Linked DNA regions of Mus musculus: regions 2 and 3 are each linked to region 1. The links are chromatin contacts, called in public HiChIP or PLAC-seq and capture Hi-C maps. All regions are on one chromosome and are shown on one strand. Each heading gives the region's core, a stretch centred on a gene start, on an enhancer-like site or on the middle of the called end of the contact. The rest is flanking DNA. Distances are from core to core; before and after follow the strand shown. Region 1 holds the start of Ccin (calicin). Region 2 holds the start of Vcp (valosin containing protein). Region 3 holds the start of Fam166b (family with sequence similarity 166, member B).

The links. HiChIP or PLAC-seq counts read pairs in DNA pulled down with a chosen protein or histone mark. Capture Hi-C pulls out chosen DNA fragments and counts their contacts.
Region 2: an H3K4me3 HiChIP or PLAC-seq map of bone marrow-derived macrophages shows a contact between it and region 1, with 8 times the contacts expected there. The contact joins the promoter of Vcp here to the promoter of Ccin in region 1. A contact is called at or near these places in 3 of 115 datasets of contacts at active chromatin or transcription factors (astrocytes, bone marrow-derived macrophages and memory CD8 T cells).
Region 3: a capture Hi-C map of macrophages shows a contact between it and region 1, with 3 times the contacts expected there. The contact joins the promoter of Fam166b here to the promoter of Ccin in region 1. A contact is called at or near these places in 1 of 115 datasets of contacts at active chromatin or transcription factors (microglia) and 2 of 9 other capture datasets (liver and macrophages).

The regions. Positions count from the first base shown.
Region 1 is chr4:43,982,167-43,984,866 of GRCm38.p6, reverse strand. Ccin (calicin) reads right to left here and starts at 1,363. Exons shown (of 1, transcript NM_001002787.2): 1 at 1-1,363. The coding sequence starts at 1,272.
Region 2 is chr4:42,999,121-43,001,820 of GRCm38.p6, reverse strand. Vcp (valosin containing protein) reads left to right here and starts at 1,314. Exons shown (of 17, transcript NM_009503.4): 1 at 1,314-1,659. The coding sequence starts at 1,643.
Region 3 is chr4:43,427,811-43,430,510 of GRCm38.p6, reverse strand. It overlaps Fam166b (family with sequence similarity 166, member B), which reads left to right and starts at 1,377. Exons shown (of 6, transcript NM_001369077.1): 1 at 1,377-1,483; 2 at 2,045-2,268; 3 at 2,342-2,538; 4 at 2,672-2,700. The coding sequence starts at 1,422.

The DNA.
Region 1 (2,700 bases), core at 114-2,613:
CCGGTCACCCTTAGTGATGACTGCTGTCCCGTCCATAGGGATGCTCATCTTCCCCGCCAAGCACCAGGCTTCCTTGCGTTCATCATAGCGATAAATGTTAGAGACGTACCGGCGTGGGGCAATGCTCCCACCCACTGAGTAAACTGTTCCCCCGCAGGTCACCATGGTGTGGAAGACAAGCCCAATGGGCAGGTCAGGTAGCTTGGTCCAGGAGTTGTCGTCCATGTCATACCGCCACGCTGTCTTCAGTCCTGAAATCTGCTCAGTGGTGCCACCGGATATGTAGATGTAACGGCCAGCAGCAGTGGCACTGAGCGCGGCTGCCCGGTATGGCATCTCTGAGAGCTTCAGCCACAGGTTCTCCTGGATGATATAGGCAAACACCCCATCGTTGAACTTACCGTGGGCCTTCTGGCCACCCAGGATGACCACCGAGTCAAGCAGGGCCCCTTTCCGCTGGTAGCTCAGCAGGCTGCACGGGCGCTCCTGCTTGCGGTCCATCAGGACACTTTCGATCAAGGTCGCGTGGGCAGAGTTGTTCTCCAAGCCAACCAGCTTGTTGCTGGCAAACATCAGCGTCTTGTTGGAGACCGCATTGAGATTGATGTAATTGAAGAACTTCTTGAAGTATTTTTCCCGCTCCTCCTTCCGGAAGTACACCCAACTGATGAGTGCGCTGAGCGCCTGGTCCTCGTTGAGCACGTGGAGGTTTTCATCCCGGAGCAGGCGACCGAAGATGACGGGTGGGCAGCGCATGAAGTGCATAGAGCCCTCGGGACTGGCCCAGAAGTGGAAGTTGTCACGAATGCCAGAGTAGGCCAAGTCTGATACTTCTTTGAGCTCGAACAGCTCAGCCAAGAAGAGGTAGCGCAAGCAGTTGACGCGGCGAATAGACTTAATAAGGAAGTCATTGCAGTGAATCCGAAGGCGTGGGGTATTGAAATACTGTGCGCCCCGGAGCAGCTCCTCCACGTTCTGCTCTGAGATCACCACTTTGCCGCTGTAGAAGTAATCCAGGAGCTGGTCCACCGTGGCTGGGCTCAGGTAGTTGGGGTCGATGGTGATGTAGAGTTCATCGGTGGTCTTCATGTCGTTGCTGGAGATGAGGCTTTTCACTAGTGGAGAGACGGCAGCCAGCACGTTGCGATGTGCGAAGAAGACATGATGGTCCACAGTCAGGGCCATGTCCCAGTACTCTTTACGCTTCCTCTGTTTGTTCAGGTTTTGCAGCACAAAGCTGTTGTAGTTTTTCTCTGTGAATTCCAGTTTCATGGTGCTTCTTGTTGGCCGAGACAGAAGATTCGTAGCAGGTACCGGAGGGCAGACTTTTCCAGGCCTTTGGGGTTTGTACTGATGGTTGTTTGCAGAGCAGCTGACCAGAGAGGAGTGGGCGTGGGAGAGAGGGTGACGTCATAGAATGGATGAGGTCATCATAATGTAGCCCCCTCCCCGCCCCCAGGCCTTTCTCTCCCCAGAGCTTCAGAGGAAGCTCTGGAATGGGGCCACGGTGTCCCCCTGGGCCTTTCAAGTCACAGTCCTCGGCTTCGCCGGGAATGTTCGAACTGGTTTGGGTGGGGCAGAGAGCAGCTGTGGAGAGGGAAAATTTAGGGTGGGAGGAGAGGTTACCATGATCTAGAAGCCTCCCTTTTAACCAGAAGGCTGAAGTCCTGCTGAGGAAGGACTCCCCCTGTCACAGAGGCAGTTAGAGGCAGAGCAAACCTGGAACTCCCACAGTGTGGGGCGTTACAACCCTTTCACCCCTTCAGGAAGTGGGGACCAGACAGTTTTCATGGTTCAATTCTTAGGCCCTGAAGGCCCTTTTTTCTACCAAGGTTCCTGGACGTCTGAGAAGACAAACCCTCTGGCTTCTGATCTCTGTAGTCAGAATACAGTTTTCATGGAGAAGTGGGTGACACTCACTGGAGCAGAAATGGAGGGGCCAGCCAGCCCTAGGAAGATGGGAGGACTTGGAAACGCCAGTACCAGGTTTCCAACCTCCCATACCAGGTTTGGAAACTTCCCATACCAGGTTTCCAAGTATCTAGTAAAATGCTGGGGAAATGCCTGATTCGGCCTCTCCACTCCGAGTTTCTTAGACCAGTTCACTCAGGCCTCAGATTCCTCTTCTGTGAGATGAGAATACTCGCTTCAAAGTGCAGCAGGCACAGCGCTTAGCTTACAGCAAACGTTCCAATAAATGCCAGTTCTTGTTTCTTAGTTGATATAACCACAGCTGTGGGCATCCCCGAAGCCCTCGACGGGTTATAGGAGCCTGCTTCGGCCGCACGGTGGCGCTGCAGGGTCACCTCCTGGCCAGAAGCACGCCGCCTCCGTGCTCAGCTTCTCCAATGGCGTAGAGAGGAAACTCACCCGCCCCGGGGCGTCCCTTTCTGCCTGCTTTGTCCCGCCTAGGGCTCCTTTGTGTAGGAGCGACTCTGAAACTCATACGTCTGGACCCGGGGCTCACAGTGTGGCAGACCCACACCTGTTCTCATTTTACAGATGTGGACAGAGCCCGGCAATGGTGTATGACCAAAGCCACCCTGGGACCTCTTAGGAAGAACCGTGCCATATGGTCACTTGTACTGGTCAGGAGGACCTGACTGCAGACCCCATCTCCACTGTGGGCTCCAAGCCTCACTCCAGACCTTCTGGTCCTCCTGAACGCCCCTCCCAGAGTGACTGTCAGCTCCATACCCA
Region 2 (2,700 bases), core at 65-2,564, 980 kb after region 1:
TTGGGGTTGGGGAGATGTTTCTCAGAGTAACTCCATCTGTACAAACATCTCTCAGGTCAGTCTGTGTGGGTAGGAGGTGAAGGGTGAATTGAGTCAACCAGAGCCAACCAACCATCTTTTGACTATAATGAAAGTCAATGGATTGTCTTTTGGGACACAAGGACCTTAAGTCACAGCACTTGGTTGATTTTCTTGCTCTTGGGCACGACTGCATTTCTGAGTGTTCTGCAGTTGTCCTTGACTTGCATGAACCTCAGTGCTCTCCCTCCCCAGATAATATTTATACTCTATGGTAAGGAGTGTGTACTCCCAAGGCCTGAGAAACTGCAAAACCTGCATGATTACAAGAGAGTGCAAGGGCAATAGGGTGAAGTAAGAGCTGGGGTGCTGATTCAGAACTGGGGTCCAGAGAAGAAGAGGGGGTGGGGTAGGTGGGGCTAGGTTTTTGTTTTTTGGTTTGTTTGTTTGTTTGTTTGTTTGACTCGAGTTTAGTTATGCAGCATTATCTGGCTTCAAACTTTCAATCTACCTTTAGCCTCTGGAGTACTGGGATCTAGGATGTACACCACCATACCCAGCTAATTTTACCTTTTAAAAAATTTTATCTAATTAGTTTTGAGACGGGGTCTCACTATGTAGCTCTGGCTGGGCTGGCTGGAACTCTTTTTTTTTTTTTTTTTTTTAATAGATCAGGCTGACTCAAAAGTCACAGGTTGCTGCCTGCCTCCGAAGTGCTGACATTAAAAGCATGGACTACCACATTGCTTTTAAAATTTATTGAAATACTGTTTGGGACTAGAATTAAAGATATGGTCTTGTATCCTGGGTTGATCTCCATCTATTAGTCTTCCTGCCTCTCATCTTCCCAACTACTAAAAGTACAGACCTAGTCCATCAACCACGCCCTTGGTTGGAGCCAGTGTTTTAAAGGAGCATGAAGGATTTTAGTATGGTGGAGTAAGAGGATCCCTAGGATTGGCGAGAAATGAACAATGTGGGCTATTATTACAACCCAACTAAACTAATAAGGGTTCAGGCCTTTGTGCGAGGTTCTTCCAGCTGCTTATAAACTAAGGAGCCAATCAATTGAAGCCAAGTAGGAGAGGCCTCCTCCGAGGGATAAAGAGGATATGGCCTATTGCCTTTGTCGATTGGTCAAGACTCCCTATCCGTCGAGGAAGCGTAGTGCTGCGGCCAATTGACGTGGCGTTACTAGGCGTGTTGCAGCCTTGAGGCGGGGCCAGGCCACAAACGAATTTTCTGATTGGTTACGGTCTGCGGGTTGCTGGGGAGAGGCACGGAGAGGCGGGCACGAGTCCCAAGGCCGGCGCTGATTGGTTGGGGTTAGAGCAGCTTTCCTTCCGATGATTCGGCTTTTCTCGGTTCAGTCTCCGTGAAGCGTTTGCAGCCGTCGTTTGATTAGTCGCTGCCCCCCTCGCGGATTAGGAGCTAGCGTCTCCCGCCCGCCCGCCTGCCGCCCCGGTGCCCCTGGGAGGAAGCGAGAGGGAGGCTGCCAGAGGGTTTGTCACTGCTGTTGCTCCTCCGCCTCAGCGAGTCCAGCCCCGGCCTAGTCGGTCGCCTGCCTTTCTCATAGCCGTTACCCTCAGGCCGCCACAGCCGCCGACCGGGAGAGGCGCGCGCCATGGCCTCTGGAGCCGAGTAAGTGTCTGCGCGCGCCCGCCCTCCCGCTGGCTGCGGGGGCGCGCACCGTGGGACCCGCCGTGCTGGCTAGGCCCGGTCGGGCCGCGTCGGAGAGTCTAGGCCGGGAGGGAGAGAGAGGGAAGGAGAGGCCAGGGACGAGGGAGGGCCTCAGGCCGGGCTGTGCACCCGCGCGCCCCCTAGGTCGGGTCCGCGCTGGGCCTGGGTCGGAGCCTGGACAAGATGGTGCTGTGTCATGCAGGCCCCGACCGCCTGAGTAGCTCCCTCGGCGCGGCGGCCCCGGCCTAGTTAGACTTTGGGGTCCACACTCCCTGCGTGGAGACCTTTGGCGCTGGCACGCCGGTCGGCCATGTCGCCGACCACACGCAGAAGACCCTGAGCCTGAGAAGGGAAAACACTGCAAGCCCGAGGCCGCGACTGGGCCCGGTGGGCGTGGACTTGGGGCCACGTGAAGGCCTCAGGAGCCCTGAGACTCTAGGGAAGGCCGGGCCAGGGAGATCTGAGGAATCCAGCCCGGTCTCGGTGGATCTGGGACGGTGTCACTGCGGGAAGTTGGCATCTTCTGAACTACGTGTAGTGAGGGGCTGTTAGGGAGAGGGCAAGTCATGCCCTTCTCAAATGGCAGTTTTTCACTGTGGGAGACCTGTTGTAAACACCCGGAAGTTTTAACTAGGGGCTTTTTTTTTCGTTAGTGTTTTGCTTTGTGTATATATTTTTGTTTTTGCTATGATCGGAGGTGGCTAGAAAGGAGTTGGTTTTCTTTTATTTTTAGGCGCTGAAGTTAGAATCCGAGTTGTTTTTATTCTTTGTATCTTAGCTTTGAGAGCTTGTAGGTTAGAGTTGGCTTAACTCTTCAAAATAAACAGATCTCTATCCCCAAGCATCTATGTTGAGTCTCTGGACTCTTATAGCCCCACCTTCATCTTTCAGAGAGCATAAAATAAAACCTAGCCATCTCAGCCCATTTAGTTAGAAACTAGAGCTTCCCATACAAAAACAAAGCAAACAAAAAACTAGCAAGTGTAGGAAAATATACAAACC
Region 3 (2,700 bases), core at 128-2,627, 550 kb after region 1:
ATCTAGTCCACCCTGATGTTTGTCCCTGGGAAGTGTTCTCAAGGGTTCAAGGTGTCTGCTCAAGTGTTCCATCATCACATAGAGGGCCATTTCGAGCCAGAAAGCAACCTCCTCTCCTCTTGTGTGTCTCCTTCTGAGGAGCTAAGGCTATTCCACAGGGCCCCTCCTAGCTACAAGAGTGCCAGAAGCCCAGGCTCACAATCTAGACTGTTAAAAACTTTGCTTTGTTTAAAAAAGTAAAGTTGGCTTGCCTGCTGGTCTTAATCCTTTATCCTTACATGACTCTCCTTCCCTGAACCCTCTGAGTGGGAGCACACCCCCGACTCCTCACAGGGTTACCACTCACCCACATTCCCTGTGTCAGAAGCCGAGGCATCCTCGTGAGGCCTTAGTCACCACTCCTTTCACCTACCTTCTCGAGACCGCTGACCCTCAGAGTCTTGGTAAGCTCAGGTATTTTAACTTTCTCACTGGAGTTTGGAGAAGTTGGGGCCAGAGAAAGTTAAGGTACCTACCTCCTCCAAGAGGATGAGGCCCTCAGATAGGTGTCAAAGCCTGCCGGGCCTCATGCCCCAGTTCTTGCCCCCACCCCACAATTCTGGCTTCACATTCTTCTGAGCTAATATCTTTATGTCCTGGGGGATACACTTGGGTGGTAGAGGACTTGCCCTGCCTGTGTGGGGCCTCTGTTTCCAGCTCCAGGACGTTGGTACATTAATTTGGGCGCCAGGGCAGTCAGGGTAAACAGTATCATCCGCAGCTGCACATGAGGCCAGCGGCTCAGTCTTAGCCAGAGGCTTGTGGACCTTCCTTCCGCATAGTACGTTCTGCCATCCTTAGGGTGTTGAGCCGAGCAAGACGTTATTAATGAGTGGATGATTTGGAGTATAGCAGCTATCCAGTAAATAATCCTTGCATTAATGCAATTATCTGTTTCTTTTTCTTTCCCTTTCCCTCTTTCTTTCCCTCTCTTTCTCTCTCTTTCTCTCTCTCTCTCTCTCTCTCTCTCTCTCTCTCTCTCTCTCTCTCTCTCTCTCTCTCTCTCTCTCTCTCTCTCTCTCTCTTTCTGTTTCTCGAGACAGGGTTTCTCTGTGTAGCCCTGGCTGTCCTGGAACTCACTCTGTAGACCAGGCTGGCCTCATCCTCTTGCCTTCCACCCAGAGGCTTTCGCAGCTGTTCCCCTCAGCCTCTGCCCTTTTCCAAGTGACAGAGCGGCACCCACTCCGGGAAGACCAGGAAGCTCCTCTCCACCACCTCTGCTGGCTTTACCCCAGCAATCCCCACTCCAGGGAGTGGGGGGTGGGCCTTCATTCGCCAACTCTCGGCCCCGCCCCCTCCCTCCTGCCCCATAGCCCTGGACACAGTACACAGGGCCCAGAGTCCCTCCTGGAAGGGAAATAAAAGGAACTGCGCCAGTTCCCATGGCTGTGGTCAACACTTCCATCCCAGGGCTCAGCGGCGAGAATCCGCATTATATTCCAGGGTAAGACTCCTCCCAGAGCACTCCCCTGCTTGCTTCTGGGAATGGGGATTGGGATCTAGGAGCCAGTTCACAGACACTGGGGTCAAGATGAGAACTGGGGTGTGTCAATGGTATGGTATGGAAAGGGGAATCTAGCGGCTGTGAGAGCCAGGTCTAACAAAGCTTTGTGTTGTGGTCCCCACGGAAACAGGGTAAAAGCAGGAAGGACTGGACACCCAGGCAGAGGGCTGGGGATGTAGTCGCTTCAGTGATTTAATGATTGCCTAGAACACAAGGCACTAGGTCCTGTCCCCAGTAGGTAAAAGAGACAAAGAACAGAAATAAAGACCTCCAGACTCAAGCTGGGGCAGGAGTGGTTGGACCCGTGTGAGCCAAGCATGGGGCGGGGATGTAGAAGGATCAAAGGTGTTTGGTCAGCCTAGGCTAGAGAGTGAGACCCCGTGTAAAAATAAACACACAAGCACTTGCTGCAAGTGCACACCAAAGCGGGGCTTTCCTGCCTGTGTCAGGATGGTGGTGTAGGGTCCAACTCAGAGCTATGGGATGGATCCTGTGCTGCAGGTACACCGGACACTGCCCGCTACTTCGGTTCAGCATGGGCCAGACCTATGGGCAGGTGACTGGTCAGCTACTCCGAGGCCCTCCTGGTCTAGCCTGGCCTCCTGCCCACCGCACACTTCTGCCTCCCATCCAGTCTCCAAGATCTCCTGTGATCTCCAAGGGGAGGCTGCCTCCCAGGCGCGGGCATGAAAGGCTCAGCTCCAGCATAATCCCTGGGTATACAGGTCTGTATAGAGGTCTGAATGGGTGTCCCCTTCGAAGAGAACGTGCCGTGAACTAACACATCTTCTCCGTCAGGTTTTATACCACGGGCACAGTTCATTTTTGCCAAGAACTGCAACCAGGTTTGGGCTGAAGCTATGAGTGAATTTACACGAAGGCACGGGGAGCAAGAGAGCCATCAACTGCCAGACGGAGCCAAGGGAGAGAGAGAAGTGGAAGAAGACCAGCTGCGGGAGGCAGAGGAGCCACCGCTGAAGCAGGAGTTGGCACATGTGAGATGGGGCAGGCAGGTGGGGTGGGGGTGGGCGCTCGTGCTTTGCCTGGGGGCACCGTGGGGCATGGCTGCCAGCTGTCTGCGGGGTGCCTGAACTTAATTCTTTTTCTTTCATTGACTTCTCTCATCAGGCTTCCCCCTACTCCATGGATGATACAGA